Regions from separate parts of the Mus musculus genome. Here region 1 is linked to region 2. A link is a contact called in public Hi-C data. All regions are on one chromosome and are shown on one strand. Each heading gives the region's core, a stretch centred on a gene start, on an enhancer-like site or on the middle of the called end of the contact. The rest is flanking DNA. Distances are from core to core; before and after follow the strand shown.

Region 1 (2,700 bases), core at 38-2,537, 360 kb before region 2:
CCAGTTAGTTCAGTCCTTCCTCAAAGTGTTCTGGCGAGAGATCAGAACTGTGGGACGTCTCTTCCTGGGAGGCAAGGCAAGTTCCTCCTCTAATCAACACCAAGCTTCAACCTTTTTTTTTTTTTTTTTTTTTTTTTTTTTTTTTTGCCTCAGCATGGGATTCCCAGGAAAAGTCCAGCGGTTGGAGCAAGCTTCAACCTGTTTCAATAGTCTGATAGTACAGGCATTTCTTCCTAGAGTACCCCCTGCCTGATGGAACAGTTACAATTGTGCACTGTTCAGACTGCGTGCGTGCATCCCTGAGGTCACCGAGACTGGAGCCTGAACAGCACCATCCCATTTAAAAATGCATTTTCCAAGCGAATCACCTTTCAAATGACTTGCTTTACAAACCTTGACTATGCCATTTCGGGAAGATCCAGGCCCAGGGTCTGGATGAGTAGCTGCTGAATAAGTTTCTTTGCAAATGCCTGTTTGCACGTGCACGGTGGACAGATGTTATCAATGGCTGATCTGGGTCAGTGGTGTCTTTTGTTCCTGGGATTTGGAGGCTTCTGGGAGGCTAGAACTCAGAACACGTAGGGCTGGAGGGCTCATGTTATAAATGATTCAGCTGAAAATAGATTAGTCTGTTTCTCGTTGCTATACCAAAAATTTGAGGCTTGCAACTATATAAGGAAAAAAAGGGCACTTACTTGGCTTTTGGTTCTGGTGCTCAAGTATGTGGCCCTGGTGTCTGCTTGGCTCTGGTGAGAGATTTCTGGCTCCACCTCAACATGATAAGGAAGATGGGACAAGAGGGAATGATCACATGACCAGACAGAAAGCCAGAGGGATGCAAAAGTCAGCTTCCTCTTCACAGTAATTTGTCCCCATGACAACTAATGAGTCTTGAGGGACATACAATTCTTTCAGAGGGAAGAGCCATCATGAATGTTACTCAACAGGGTTAGTAGTTGTGACATCATTAGTCATGGCTGCCCCTCTTAAAGGTCCCACAGTCTCAATTCCACCGCACTTGGCACCAGGTTCCCACCACATGAATCTTGGTGTAATCATTCAAACCACATGAAAGCTATGGTAATCATGACTGAGCAACCCGGCAATCTGGAAGGATCCAGGTTCTGTTTGCTGGCCTTCCCTGAGGTCTATGGTCAGAGTAAAGCTGATATTTGAGTGCTTAAAAGAGAAACAGAGACAAGAAAAGTCTTGGAGGGCTGTGTCACCTCAACAGGACATGACAACTGTGACAGGCAGGAGCAGAGCTGGCAGGATTGTCCCCATTGTCCAGGCAGTGTACAGCTGGCCTTATGTCAATAGCTAAGCCTTCCTACACAGAACAGAGTCCAAGGGGTGCTGTCGTCATATGGACTTGGCTGCTGAAGCTGGTGGAGAGATTGGGGATTAGCTGCTGGGTAATCCAGGCTTCTCATTCCACCTACAGGGAGAAATGGACCCCTGCACTCACAGACATGTAGAACTGCTTGGAATATAGTTCCTCAGAACTGCGTTGAGGCCACCTCATCGGCGGCATAACGCTAAGGTCCCACGGGGAAAGTGACCTATAGACTGAAGCGTAGAGTCTGTGTCCAAGTGAGCAAAGACAGCCTCTGTGAGTGCTGGAAGACAGAGAGCTGGAATGTGGAACGGGGCAGGCCAGCTGGGGGCATGATGTGGCCAGTAAGCCAACCTCAGGGAGGGAAGCCAGATCCTGGCAAGGCAACAGGCCCAGCATGGTCTCAGTGCCCTCAGCTCAAGGCAAAAAAGTCCCAGAGGAGAACTAGGATGCCCAGCTTCAGATGGAGCCCCTGATGTCTTTGTTGGGGGTAAGTAGTGGGTAAGGATTCTTGATATAAATTATATTTTATTGGGAAATTTTTTTTCTTTGCTTTCCTGACAAAACACTCATCAACAATAATAACTAAACTCCATTGTCATCTTTTAGACGGGAGATTCCTTTAATGCTTCTATCAATTGAACTGCATCCCTGGCCTTTAAAGTGATGTTTATTTGTTATTATGTGTATGTCAGGGCATAATACATAATACATCTGTGCATGTCCCCTTGGAGGCCAGAAGAGGACATGGGATCCCTTGAAGCTGGAGTCGAATAGAGTGATACAAAGTTGTCAGCCACCCGACGTGGGTACTGGGAATCTGACTCAGGTCTTCTGCAAAAGCATACATAGTCATAAGGGCTGAGACATCTCTTTAGTCCCGCCTTCCCTCTAGGTTATTTTTAAGCCAGTAATGTTGAGTGGCTCCTCCTGCAAAGATGAAAGGAGACCCAAGAAAGGAAGTTCCTTTCTCAGTGAGGGACTTGGTCCTTGTCTATCCTTGTACCAATAGATAGCTCTGTTCATAGTGAGCTATCTTGAAGCAGGATGCTTCCCAAATATGATCCCATCCCCATTGTCCAGTACAAAGAGGGCAAGTCGGGACAGAGCTGGTTCCAGGAGCCGATAAGTCCTTATGTAGGGTGGCAATCTGTCTCAGGGCAAGGCAGACTGCATGAGGCAACATGGCCTCCACAACCCCAAACAGAGCTGCAATCTAAAAGACATAAACACCACCAGGAGTGGCCCAGGTGAGATGCTTATCTTCTCTGCAAACAGACAGCTTATGGTGGCAGTCACCCTCCACACTCAGCATTAGCTAGGTCATCCAGTAGGTGGCTGACTGGCAGAAGGATACTACTCAG
Region 2 (2,700 bases), core at 80-2,579:
TGAGCATGGATCTCACCAATGTGGCAGACTGGCTGGCAAGTGTGCCTTCTAGATCCTCCCGCCTCCATTTCCCAGGACTGGGGTTTCAGGCCCACGCCTCCACCCCATCATTTTACATGAGATCTGAACTTAGCTTCTCATATCTTCACGGCAAACTCTATACGGACTGAGCCAGCTCCTCCTCACCCCCTCCATTTGTCTTTATCTCCACCCTACCCCCACAATCAAGGTTCTCCTGACAGAAGCAGGGTACAGCCACCAGCTCTGCCTCCTGCCTGACCGGGAAGGATTTAAGCCACCAGAGTGGGTTTGGGTCCATCTCACTGAGTACCAACTGGTGGCTAAGTACAAGGCCTGAATCACACTGCGGGCTGCATAGGACTGACCTGACTGCTGGGGCGGGGGGGGGGGGGCAGGAGGGGGACAGGAATCAGACACAGGAACAGCGCCACACCCCACTTGGCTCCTCTAGCGCCTAAAGAGTCTATGCTGCACACTTGAGCTCAGACAGAGCTGAACCTCGGTGGAGCGCCTCTGGATGGGAGCTGTACGCAGTGCTTTCCTTCTGTGAGATCGCTTAGTTCTAATCAGGATCGATGATGTGCCCCTTCCACTGGTTCCATATTTGACCAGTGGAGAGAGAAACTGAGACTCACAGCGGTTGGGAATCGGTCCATCGATCCTGGCGTTTTGACTGCAGGATTCTAACAGAACCCCTCAGGTGTTTTTGCTAACCCTTATCACACCCAAGTTTGAAGAACCTTTAGTGGACCAGGGAGATGGCCCAGTGGGTAAAGTGCTGGTCACCAAAGCATGAGGGCCCACAATCAATCTCTAGTACCCCGGTGAAAGGTCAGGCACGATGCAGTGTGCTGGAGTAGAGACAGGAGGATCAAGGGAGCTTTCTGGCCAGCTGGCTAAGCTAAAGCAGCAAGCACCAGTTTGAGTGAGAGAAGATGACGACTCTGGACTCCGCTTACATGCCTGGGTGAGCACAGCAAGTAGAAATGGGAAGGAGAGTGAAGAGAGAGGAAGACGGGAAGCCGAGAGCCAGAGAAAGGGAAGAAAAGTAACAGATGGGATGTGATGATACCTGGGTTTCAGTGACTCTTGAATGAAATTGTCAAAACCTTTTTCCCAAAATCAAATGGAGAAAATAAAATTTTAGACACCCTGCTAGGTTAGGGCTACTCAATGAAAGCCCAATTAGGGGCAATGCTTTGAGAAACATATTGAATTAAAAGGGTTTGTACTTGAACAATGAAGTAATTACACTTAATGCTACCAAAACAAACCAAACGCGGGTCCACAGCACCCTCTAGTGTTTACATTGAGCATTTACAAGACCATTCTCCCTCATCCCAGCAAGCAAGACTCACCCAGAACATGACTGCTACATAAAGATGCTAAAGGAGTTCTTTAACACAAACCGGTCCAGTAAACTTTCACCTACTTCTCAAGCGTGGTGTCTCACAGTTGCAATCCCAGGACTCTGGAGGCTGAGACAGGAGAACTGACACAAGTCTGAGGCCAGCCTAGACTATTGAGAAACAACCTATTTTTTAAAAAAAAAATCGCTTGAAGCCCAAAAGTAACTGTAACATTTAATATCTATTGTTCTGGTGTTAATAAAAAGCCGATACAGCAAGGAGAGCAGTGACAGCATTTTATTTAAAGATATCTACATTTTAAGTTATTTATTTAGTGTACTGGGCATGCTTGCACTCACACGCAGGTGTGCACATACCACATTCTGTTCTCAGGAGCCAGTTCTGTCCTGTTGCCTTGTTGGACCCAGGGATAGAAATCAGGTTGTCAGGCCTACACACAAGTGTTCTACCAGCTCAACTATCCCATATCCTCATTTTAATTAAAAAAAAATAGTTGACCTACTAACCATATAATGTGCTATCTTAGGGAAGTTTTAACCAAATGCATGCAAAGATTAGGAAAGGTGACATAAAAGTAATATCTATGATTATTTAGAAGGAGAAAATAAATTGTGACAGAATATGGTGGTATAACATGTTTTTAAAGTACTAAAGAATTATCATGATCTTAATCTTAAATTTTTAGCATAGGTCTGGCGAAGTGGCAAGGTGGCAAGGTGGGTAAGGGCACCTGCTGCCAGGCATGGCAACCTGAGTTGCATCCCTGGGACCCACATCATGAAAGAAGGGACGTGACTCCAGCAAATTGTCCTCTGACCACAGCATGACCCAGAAGCACCCACCTAAAAGATAATAAATAAAATATAACATTAAAAGAAAGACATTGGCTGGGCGATGGTGGCGCACGCCTTTAATCCCAGCACTTGGGAGGCAGAGGCAGGTGGATTTCTGAGTTCAAGACCAGCCTGGTCTACAGAGTGAGTTCCAGGACAGCCAGGGCTACACAGAGAAGTCTCGAAAAAGAAGAAGAAGAAGAAGAAGAAGAAGAAGAAGAAGAAGAAGAAGAAGAAGAAGAAGAAGAAGAAGAAGAAGAAGAAAAGGAAGGGAGAGAGAGAGAGAGAGAGAGAGAGAGAGAGAGAGAAAGAGAGAAAGAGAGAGAAAAACATTGTTATACACCTAATGCAAAGCCAGCCCCTAATCCTTGGCCCACATTGCAGGTCATGTTGGGTAGTTGGAACATCAGTTCCACCATATTTTAGTTGCCAATCCCTTTTGCCTATCACTAAGACAGAGATAACAATCTCTCATC

Evidence for each region. Hi-C and Micro-C count contacts between places; a contact is called where the count stands out from the background.
Region 1: a contact with region 2 is called in a Hi-C map of bone marrow-derived macrophages, with 33 read pairs. The contact joins two enhancer-like sites. A contact is called at or near these places in 3 of 15 datasets of contacts at CTCF or cohesin (CD8 T cells, the NIH/3T3 cell line and embryonic stem cells), 1 of 484 Hi-C or Micro-C datasets (bone marrow-derived macrophages) and 4 of 115 datasets of contacts at active chromatin or transcription factors (all in embryonic stem cells).

Annotation. Positions count from the first base shown.
Region 1 is chr13:52,187,013-52,189,712 of GRCm38.p6, reverse strand. No RefSeq gene overlaps it. Among named protein-coding and RNA genes, the nearest start is that of Gm33041, 35 kb to the left of the region's middle. Within about 2 kb of position 1,287, at least 64 of the 459 cell types and tissues checked have an H3K27ac peak or open chromatin away from gene starts, as enhancers often do. A contact at or near this core is called in bone marrow-derived macrophages, where this site is marked.
Region 2 is chr13:51,829,535-51,832,234 of GRCm38.p6, reverse strand. No RefSeq gene overlaps it. Among named protein-coding and RNA genes, the nearest start is that of Gadd45g, 16 kb to the left of the region's middle. Within about 2 kb of position 1,329, at least 4 of the 459 cell types and tissues checked have an H3K27ac peak or open chromatin away from gene starts, as enhancers often do. A contact at or near this core is called in bone marrow-derived macrophages, where this site is marked.